2 separate regions of the Mus musculus genome follow, and region 2 is linked to region 1. Evidence: chromatin contacts called from public promoter capture Hi-C data. All regions are on one chromosome and are shown on one strand. The core of a region is the stretch at or near the end of the contact, and the rest is flanking DNA. Distances in the headings are between cores, read along the strand shown. Region 1 holds the start of Neurog1 (neurogenin 1). Region 2 holds the start of Smad5 (SMAD family member 5).

What was found. Promoter capture Hi-C pulls out the DNA fragments that hold promoters and counts their contacts.
Region 2: a contact with region 1 is called in a promoter capture Hi-C map of hippocampal neurons, with 2.5 times the contacts expected there. The contact joins the promoter of Smad5 here to the promoter of Neurog1 in region 1. A contact is called at or near these places in 3 of 39 promoter capture datasets (hippocampal neurons, liver and stem cell-derived epiblast-like cells).

What each region holds. Positions count from the first base shown.
Region 1 is chr13:56,249,370-56,254,689 of GRCm38.p6, reverse strand. Neurog1 (neurogenin 1) reads left to right here and starts at 2,510. Exons shown (of 1, transcript NM_010896.3): 1 at 2,510-4,212. The coding sequence starts at 2,758. The coding sequence ends at 3,492.
Region 2 is chr13:56,699,687-56,705,006 of GRCm38.p6, reverse strand. Smad5 (SMAD family member 5) reads right to left here and starts at 1,997. Exons shown (of 7, transcript NM_008541.3): 1 at 1,876-1,997.

The DNA.
Region 1 (5,320 bases), core at 1,261-3,760:
TGACCAAAAAAAAAAAAAAAAAAAAAAAAAAACATGGGGTGGGATTGTAGTACCCGGGGCAGCCTGGGGAAAAGGCCTCCGTTTCCTGCGTTTCAAGTACAGAGGCTGAATAAACAATCTCCATGAGTTCTACTAGCACCGAACCCCACCATACAAGAGTTAGGAGTCAGGGCCTCCCTTAGCCAGTCACCCCCAACTTTCTACACCCCAGACTTAATAGACAGCCAGCCCAGAGCAAGCCACCAACCTCCACATGAAGTAAGTGCAAGTCTCTAAGCTTCGGCAGCATGGACCTGCTTCCCTTGCTAAGCCACAGACACACACCTGGCAAATGGAGCCCAGTAGCTCCACTCAGCAGACTGGCTGGACATCCACCACCTCCTGGCCACCTCTTTTACCAGTGACCAATGAATGGCTCTTCCAGCTTGTCACCATGATTCAAGTGACCTTTAAAATGTCACCAGCTCAGAGTCAGTGTTCAGTTTGACGGAATGAACTTTAAATTGCCTGGTCTAATTGTCAGAGCCGGGAGTGAATTCTCACGCTCTGGTACTGCAAGAGGTGGGTAGCTAAAATCCTCATGGATACTATTCCAAGGGTGCTGGCCCGACTTAGAAATGGGGCCATCACGGGTTCAGTGGTTGGACCCCCATGGCCTCAGAATGTAACCATAGCTAGAACAACAGTTCTGGGGGATGCGATAAAAGTGAGAGCCTAGAGCCATCTTGGATTCAGTAGTGCACAGTCATGCAGCTCTCCTGAAGAAGACACAGAGTCAAAACAGGGTAGGACCCACGAAGGCAGGAGGCAGAGCGGGATGCTTCAGTTATGAATTAGTGGCCAGGACATCCAGGAGCCACAAGAAATTGAAAAGGATGAAGCCCCTTGGCATCTTGGTTTTGAGCTTCTGGCCTTCTGAGCCTCAGAAGAGCGATCTTCTGTAAATTTAATGCACCCACTGTGGTGTGGTAATTTTAAGGAAGCCCAAAGAAATAAATACAGGGCCTGGAATTGTCACAAGGTCAGACTGGTGCCGGTATTCTGGGACCACCAGAAGCTGTCACAGGGACAGAAAGAGGCAGAGCTACCATTGCACAACTCCCAGCAGCCCTTGGGCTCCTGGGATGCCCAAGGATCTGTCAACAATTACTTTTTCTTGCATAATCTGATTACAGCCATTTCCTGCCACTTTTTACAAACCTCCTCAAGCCCTAATCTGTAACTGTGTCCTAGCTTTCTGCCCAAGAGCTGCTACAGAGGGAAGGAGCCACGGGGCAAGAGCTAGGCATAGGCAAAGAGGCTGTGCTTTCTCTACCAAGGCGCAGGTGTCCTGGACAGAGCCCCTTTGAAGACAGCAGGCTAGGCATTGCACTGGGCCTGAGGCCACCACTCAGATATCATGGAAAGGGGGGGGGGGCGCCTCTAGGGTGTTCCTTTTGTTTTTAATACCTGACTCCACGATCCAGGTTTGCTCCTTAATAAATAACTCCTCTCAGGTGCATTTGAGAGGCTGCCTGAGCCTCTATTGCTGTCCGGCAAACAGGAAAATGACTCGACCCACAGAATGAGGACATTTCTCTGGACTAGGCAAGTTTATAGGCAAATTGGCAGAAGGGATGGGGACGGAATTCCACTGTGTGCTTGCTGCCTTCTGTGGGACATCTCTCTCCTGGCCAGAAGCTAAGTCCCTTAGCCAGCTGGCACTGGGGTGAGCCCCTGAGGCTGGCACCATTCCAAAACGTGCGGCACAAGAGGATGCTTGGAAATGGAGAGAGCAAGATTTCAGGAGAAGAGGGGGTCTGCACACCCCCATATTACCTCGTGAGTCTTTGAGGAGGGGTACGCGGGCAGGGGCAGAGTGGGGTCAAGCCCCAGCTCAGTCTGGGAACTCATTGGATCTTTAGATCTTTCTCTTGCTGTCTTCTTCATTAACCTTGGCGGAGCAGGGACATCTATCCCTCCTCAAGACGTGTAACTGTTTACTGGTCCTGTCTGTTTAGATGCGAATAGTCAATCAGTAGCAGGCAAAGGGATGCGAACTCAGTAGCAGGCAAAGGGATGCGAACCCAGCCTCCAGCCTCAGCCCCAGCTCTCCATCACCCGCCACAGAGCTCACACTTTCTGCCAGGGCTCCTCCTCCCCATCCACCCCAGCGAGGGACACCCGCGCGCCCCTGGGAGGAGTGTGCCTCGGCCCGCCGCTAATCGCCCCCGGCCCCCGCCTTCGCCCGGGTTTCCCGGCCAGAGACGCCCCGGCCTCCCTCGCTTGATCCGGCTCCCGGAGCAGGCCGGGCCACCGATTGGCCGGCGGTAATTACGGGCACGCTCCAGGAGGGGGGCTGGGCGGGGGCGGCCTCCCGCGAGCATAAATTATGCAAATAGCAGGCGCCGCACGGGGCTGACCTGCCGCCTCTCGCCATTCACCCGCGCCGCCTCGGGGGCGGAGGTGGCCAGGGAGGGGGCGCCCATTGTTGCGCGCCGTACTTAAGGGGTCCTGAGGCCGGTCGTGTGCCACACTTGGTGCTCACAGGAGCTGATCTGATCGCCGGCGACATCACTCAGGAGACCAGCCCGGCGCGTGGCCCCTGCAGGCGAGGCGAGGAGGGCCAAGCCCATTCACTCCCTGAGCCCCTGCGATCTTCCCGGCCCTCGCGCCTGCAGCAGGCACAGGCTAGCCCCGGGTCGTACGGACAGTAAGTGCGCTTCGAAGGCCGACCTCCAAACCTCCTGTCCGTCTGTCGGTCCTGCACACTGCAAGATGCCTGCCCCTTTGGAGACCTGCATCTCTGATCTCGACTGCTCCAGCAGCAACAGCAGCAGCGACCTGTCCAGCTTCCTCACCGACGAGGAGGACTGTGCCAGGCTACAGCCCCTAGCCTCCACCTCGGGGCTGTCCGTGCCAGCCCGGAGGAGCGCTCCCGCCCTCTCCGGGGCATCGAATGTTCCCGGTGCCCAGGACGAAGAGCAGGAACGGCGGAGGCGGCGAGGTCGCGCTCGGGTGCGGTCCGAGGCTCTGCTGCACTCCCTGCGGAGGAGTCGTCGCGTCAAAGCCAACGATCGCGAGCGCAACCGCATGCACAACCTCAACGCTGCGCTGGACGCCTTGCGCAGCGTGCTGCCCTCGTTCCCCGACGACACCAAGCTCACCAAGATTGAGACGCTGCGCTTCGCCTACAACTACATCTGGGCCCTGGCTGAGACACTGCGCCTGGCAGATCAAGGGCTCCCCGGGGGCAGTGCCCGGGAGCGCCTCCTGCCTCCGCAGTGTGTCCCCTGTCTGCCCGGGCCCCCGAGCCCGGCCAGCGACACTGAGTCCTGGGGTTCCGGGGCCGCTGCCTCCCCCTGCGCCACTGTGGCATCACCACTCTCTGACCCCAGTAGTCCCTCGGCTTCAGAAGACTTCACCTATGGCCCGGGCGATCCCCTTTTCTCCTTTCCTGGCCTGCCCAAAGACCTGCTCCACACGACGCCCTGTTTCATCCCATACCACTAGGCCTTTGTAAGGCAACATCAATACTTTCTTCCTCCCCCAGTCTAAGAGCAATAATAGATGGGGAACTGGCTGAAGCCTCCGGGGGCCACACTTACCCCCAAGTGAATTCTGGGAGCTTTAAAGGGGGGAGGGGGAATACCTGACCACTTGTTAGGTTGCTGCACCCTCGCTGAAGCTGCCCTCGGTCTATTTCTCCACCCCCAGCACGGCCTCCCCCCCCCCCCGCCCGCCCCCAGACGGCCTTTCGTTTTTGTTGCACTTTCTGAACTTCACAAAACCTTCTTTGTGACTGGCTCAGAACTGACCCCAGCCACCACTTCAGTGTGGTTTGGAAAAGGGACAGATGAGCCCCTGAAGACGAGGTGAAAAGTCAATTTTACAATTTGTAGAACTCTAATGAAGAAAAACGAGCATGAAAATTCGGTTTGAGCCGGCTGACAATACAATGGCAAGGCTTAAAAAGGAGCCACAAGGAGTGGGCTTCATGCATTATGGATCCCGACCCCCGCCACTGTGGGCTTGCTCCAGGAAGAACCTGAGTGCTAGCATAGCTATTCAGGCACTGGACTGGAGGGTACTTTAATTTATTCAGGATGCTTCATTCATATGAAAATGTATTTTTGTACATAAAGAATTTATTCTATTATTATGAGCTATCAAAGTTTACATTTTTGTACTGCAGATGCTTCGTGTAAATAAAAAAAAATAAGGGAAAAAAAAGTAGTCACCCGTTTCCTTGCCTAGTAGCGGTGTCTCTGGGGCTTTCCCTCATCCCCTTGGCAGCTCCACCTGTAAAGTGAAATATTATCCCACCATCTCCAAACCTCCAATCCTGTTTCAAAAACAACTTAAAAATAAAGCGCACCCGACTATCGCCAAGAACGAGGGAGACAGATTAAGGCACTTTGAGCCATCCATTCCTTCTGCCTTGTAAACACAAGAGAGAACTTTCAGGCACCCCATAAGCCAATTAAGACTTTCTAATGGGGAATTAGCCCCGATCCGCAGCTACCTGTAGAGGTAGGGGCCTGGAGTCTTTTGAGGAACTCCACATCAGCTGGCTCTGTATTTCAAAGGGAGGGGATTAAAAAGATCAATACAGTGTGGCCACTGGCTAGGAAGCCCCAGGGACAGGTGGGCCTAGTCTGGGCAATCAGAAGGGTCTACTCTTGGAGCTGCCCTATTTAGAAGAGGAAATTGATTTGTAAACAACGCCTTTAAAGTATTGTCCATGAAGGCTGGGGTCCTCCTAGCTGTGAGGAGTTGGCTGCATTGTCCCCACGTGGGATCAACAGCTGCCTTAAAACTTCGGGTTAGGGTGGCATAGCCCTCCACACATGGGCGTTTCTACTCGCTGCAGCTCCAAGTGTGGGGGAGGGGGTCCCACAGAGAAGGGCTTTGCTCAGCTAGTCCTCAGGGGCTTTCATTTGTTCCTAGAGAAATCCCAGTGGGGACGTTTTTTTTTTTTTTTTTTTTTTTCTGGCTGCAGTGCTTGTCAGTAGTCTGACAATTGGCTAATAGCACTAGCCGGGCAGGAGTAACTTTTCCTTTACATTTCAGAATGGGGATGATTACAGGAAGCCCTGTCACTTCTTCTGGTCTCACAAGTTGCCCCATAGTAGGACAGCATCCTCCTACTTCATACATTGAGCTGCCCTTTGTGATGAGGCAGCTATTTCATGGGAAGGGGGCTTGTAGGATTTTTTTTTCCAGGCAATGCCTCTGACAGAAACCCTTTGCCTTCTGACATTTGGTCCTGGTGGCTGGGATCCACAAATTCATATGCCCCAGCCAGCAATGCTAAGCCCTGCCACAGGCAAGATGCCCT
Region 2 (5,320 bases), core at 748-3,247, 450 kb before region 1:
AGGAAGGAAGGAAAAGTCAGTTGAAAAGATTCACCTACAGGAAGTGACAAAATGATGAACGGCATTTGTGACAAAGACACTGCAGAAGTTGAAGTGGTAACAACAGTTATCTAAAGGACTGAGTGGGGAAACACTAAAGAAGGAGAGTGCCAAGGAGGTCACCACCTAGCAATCATACTCGCCTCACTATGCAGTCCCCCAGATGGCCTGGACCTCACACCTGTCTACCTGCCTGGTATTAGAGGTGTGGGCCACCATGCATGGCTACAAAACTATTTTTCCTCTAAGCTTAATATGTACAAACCTTATATAGGTTAGATTTTGATAGACCAATTCTTCTAAGTTGTTTTGGAATTTTATAATTTCTGGGGTTCATTTTAGAGGGGGAAAATGTTACCAAAAAGGGTAAAAGGAATAATGTGATTTGTTACTACTGCTACTAACCTCATCTGGATCATAAGCTCTGATAGAGCAGTTGAGTGTGAAACCGTCCTGCTCCATGGAGGAACTGTTTCCATACAACAGGCATTATGGGCTGGCATCTAGCAGAAACCCTCAACTACTACTCTAAGCGTTTCTAAACCTACTGGGTTTTCAACTTTAACGGTAACTCCCATACACTAAGAAAATCCAAGCACTCTTTGTTTAAAAAAGAAACACACAGCCAGAGTTGGTGATGGCTCACCCCTGTAATCCCAGCACTTGGAAGCTGAGGCAGGAGGATTGGCCAGAGTTCAAGGTCTGCCTAGCAAAACCCTGTCAGAAAGAAAAGAAATCACATGTACCCTTTCGCTTAGCCTCTGTCAAAGCAACCAACAAATTCCATTGATCGCCCAGTGTCCGTTGCTAGGTAGGCATACACTTGATAGTGCTAGGCAACAGGCATGATGTGATCAACTCCACCAGACTTCAAAACTTTTTCCACAGAAAGATAAACAAGATATACTTAGCACCACACCCATCTAAACGCAGCAGCAGCCAGAAATACCCACCCCCCACCCCCCTCCAGCTGCTCAGGAAACACTGTCTTTTACGATCAAGATAAAGATCTAGCCTACAGTGTTCGGCCGTTCCTGCCTTCCAGGTTGGCCGGGACTCCTTTCGCCGGGGCCATCACAAACCGGACACACACACACACACACACACACACACACACAGAGACACGCTTCGGATCGCTGGCACACCTCCAAATACCTCGACCATCCCCGCCAGCTCCTTCTGCAACCGAAAAGTCCGGGCCACTGAGCATGCTCTGACCCTAAGACGGCCGCCACCGGGGAAGTTCCCAGAGCTTAGGGTTCCCGGCTCGGCGCAGCCAGAAGCGCAGAGGAGAAAGGGCAGGGGGAGGGGATGGAGTCTGAACTTGGGCACGCATGCCCAAGGGAACCACCGGGACCGGGGCAGAGACAAAAGCTGCTTCGCTTCCTCACACAAAGTTTAGCGCAGCGAGGGAGCCTCTGCGACGTCCGGAGAGTGACGGGCGGGCGAGCGGGCGGGCGGGCGGGCGGGCGGGCGCAGGGGCGGGTCGCCGCCAGCCGGCTGGCCGGAGTGTAATTCCCACCGATAAGCGCGGATCCTTATCTCCCAGACACAAAGCGGCGGGGCGCGCGCTCGGCCTAGGCCGCCTGCGCGGCTCCGCGCGCGGGCCCGGGCGTCGGTGGCGCGCCGAGGTGGCAGCGGCCTCGTCCGCGCCGGCCTCGTCGGCCGCGCGGGGCCTCCTTAGCACCGGGGCCTCCCGCGCTGCGCGGAGCCCCGTCCCGTGCCGTCAGGTCCCGCGTGGGGAGCCTCTAGGCCTCCAGCCTCACGCGGGCCGCTGCCGCCGGCGCTTGTCCCTCCGCCGGGCCCCGAGCGCCCGCCCTGGGGCCCCTCACTCACCTCCCCGCCGCCCAGGCGCGCTCTCCTCACGCCGTCGCCGCGCTGTGCACGCGCCGCAACTTTATTAGCAGCTCGGCCCCGGGACAAGCGCTCGGCGCCCGCTCGCCGGGGACCCGGATGATGAGGGGGAGGGGGGGCGGCGGCGGAGGGCCGCGGCGGCCGGCGCATGCGCGTCGGGAGTGGCCGAGGCCTGGCTTCTGCTGTCCGCAGCGAGCCTGGAAGTGGCACTTGGGTTAGCCAAGCTCACCCGCCTTATAGCGAAACGGTCGTCCTCGCTCTGGAGAGCTGGAGACCTTTCTAGCCAATCTAAAGCGTTAAAAAGTATCTTCAGCTACAACTTCGCCGTTTTCATTGATTTGTAATAGAAACCCTAAGAGACAGAGACCTCTGGCTGAGCATCAGATACCACACAGCTTACTAGATGTAGCCTTAATATTGCTCCCAAAGGGGGAAAATCCTCTGCAGGTGGAGATAGTGCTGAACCCGGAGCTGAGGACGAGTGGCCATTTCTCAGGACACAGTCCCAGCTGTTCACGGGACACCGCCCCACATCTGGAAGCCGGGAGCGCCTTGAGCTCTCAGGCTTCAGCAAGTGGAGGCTTAGAGGTGCTCGAGCTGTCTTACAGGGTAGCTCTGTACTAATCCGGCTGTCTGGCTTCTCTTCCCCTCCAAACGGTCAGCTTGGACAGCAAGGGAAAGCTTTTTAAAATAGTTTCGTGTTTATTTTTAAAGGTCTTTAAAACTGATCCCCCCCCCCCCCACACACACACACCGGTTTTCTTTTTGAGTAAATTGGAACTATTTTTAACCTTTCCCAGTCAATCCCATCCTCCAATATCAATTCTGTAGATCCCTAATTCTGACAGTTTCTCCTCACTTTTATTACCACCTCCTCCGCCTGAACCAGGGTCACCTCACTTGACACACAAATGCGGCGGTTTCCATGTTTCTCCAGACTCCAACGGCTTGTTTCTATTTGGAAGAGATTAAATAAATGCCGTGAGGAGGCGTTTATGGAAGCAGCCATGTCAAAGGGTGATAGGTGAGAATCCGGCCAGAGCTGGGGAACTAGAGAGAGAGCACCAAGGGAAGGCAGCAGCTGTGACTGCAGCCAACCATCCGCAGGAAGAAATGTGGCAGTGTCCGCCCATTATTGGCAGATCTTCTGGCTTTTCGAAGAAAGTTGGAAATGCATCTTTTTCTATACTAAAAGGAAATCACACATTTATCTGATCAGCTGCCTCTTTGTCTCTTTCCTGGGCTCCCTGACCTGCCCTCCCCTTCTCTTTTTTAGACATTGAGAAGACTCACCCTGGTACAAGCCAAACAAAACAAGCCCATGGTCCCAATATAGCCTACAGGCCATCAGTGTGCAATCTCAGGTCTCCATCTTAAACTTCTTTACTACATCATAAACTCTGCGCAGGAGGACTCTGTATGCGCCAACACTGCCTGGCTTACTGATTCCTGGCTGTTAAGTCTTTGCTGTTACCGGCCCTTGGAAGGCATGGCTTCTGGAGCCTGGCATGGATTTACAACTCCCAGACGTACCTATAACCCTACTGAAAGAATGCCCTTTTTTCGGAACTGATGTTTGCAGCCGACTTTGCTTAATATTGTGTGTATCAGCGCCGTTCCTCACTTCAAGAAACTATTAAAAATCATTTCACAAATTGTGTGCATATTTGTAAGAACACTTCGTGAGTACTGGGGTCCTGTCCCGAACCGTGGGTATAATCCTAAAAGCAAGTATTTCACTTCCTCAACTGTGTATCTGCACACTGGGCAAATTAACTTGAGACTCCAGGCTCTCGGGTGGCTTTGTACATTCAGGCCAGGCCCTCAGTTACAAGAGATAATAACACAGAAAGGAAGCATGGGGGCTTTAGCAGCCAGTAGGACTCTTCCAGAGAATTGAGAAGTAACCTAAACTTCACAGGATGTAGAACTCAGAGGGCCCAGTATACAGTTGTCAAAGATTACTGTCAGGCTTGCCAGAGGCATAAAGAAGTCTTGCTTAGGGTAATCAACTGAATCTAAGAACAAATGTGGCACAGTGTGATCTGACCAGATGATACATGATGCATGCAGTGGGAATCAAGATCTGTAAATATATATCATAAGTAATATAAATAATATAAATATATAACTATATAGAGAAATATGATAAATAATATAGATATAAAGTATATATATCTATATATACACATACATAATTTCAAGATTTCTGGATCATTAAGCCCTGCAGTTGTCAGCCAGGAAACACAGTCCCCTGCCTTGCAATTTGAAGACTTTCTCTGTTGTCCCAGGCAGCATGGCCATGGGAACCTAGCAGGTAGATGCCAGAGATGATATAAACACCCCAATCAGTGGTTCTCAACCTTCCTAATGTTGTGACTCTTTAATATAGTTCCTCATGTGTGGTGACCCCCCAACCATAAAGTTATTTTTCTCGCTACTGTATAACTGGAATTTCGCTATTGCTATGAATGTCTGTGTTTTCTGCTGGTCTTAGGCATCCCCTGTGAAAAGGTTGTTTAACCCCCAATGGGATTCTGACACACGGGCTGAGAACAACTGCCTTAAATGTATACAATGACCTCCTTGTGCTAAGAACTACACAGCTCCCATGGTGACGTGAAAGAGCAAGAAACCTCAACCTCCAAATCCTTTGTACTTGATTACATTTCCTTTAAGAAGAAATTGGGCCTTTTCTCCCCAACTCTTTCGATATTGATTACGTTAGTCATTTGATAAACAGAATTAGCCTAAAGGGTTTATCCATGGCCCACTCCCACTTTACATTTTTCCTGACCCAAGAAGTAAGCAATTTTCAGGAAAATTGGGAAAACACATAGATCATCTTCTCTTATGTTTTATTTTTAAATATAAAATAATTGAGGCGAGGTGGGTTTTGGTTGAAAATTATTAATAAATATTTTAAGTCCACATTTTTGCTTTAACTCAGAAGACCCTCCCTAATATACCTACACATCCAGTGGAGCTAGAAGAATCCAGGGTTTGGTGGCATCACCCAACAGAAGCATCAAGGAGTGACATTATCACAGGCATCCACACCTTCATAGCCCCCCAGAGACACCCGCCATCCTCAGTTATGGAACGTGGGCACCAGAGGAAGAAATGCCTAAGTTTATATGCGTTCCGCAGACAGGATCCTACGGTAGAATAAAGCTCCCGTTTCAAACTCTGAGTGCTTTCTGTCTTCTTACCCTGGCAGACAACCCCCAGCCTCTATCCTTAGTACTGGAAACACTGTAAGAAGCACAGCTAAACCAAGCAGCGCTCCAAAACCAGTGAGCTACAAAGAATCGACTCATGAAGACGCCAGGCAGGCCAGGGAGAGGAGAGCACCTACAGCCCAGCTGGCCAGAAGTTTTGTGGTTGTCTTTTAGGAGAATAAACCAGGGAGGGAGAGCTGGCCTAG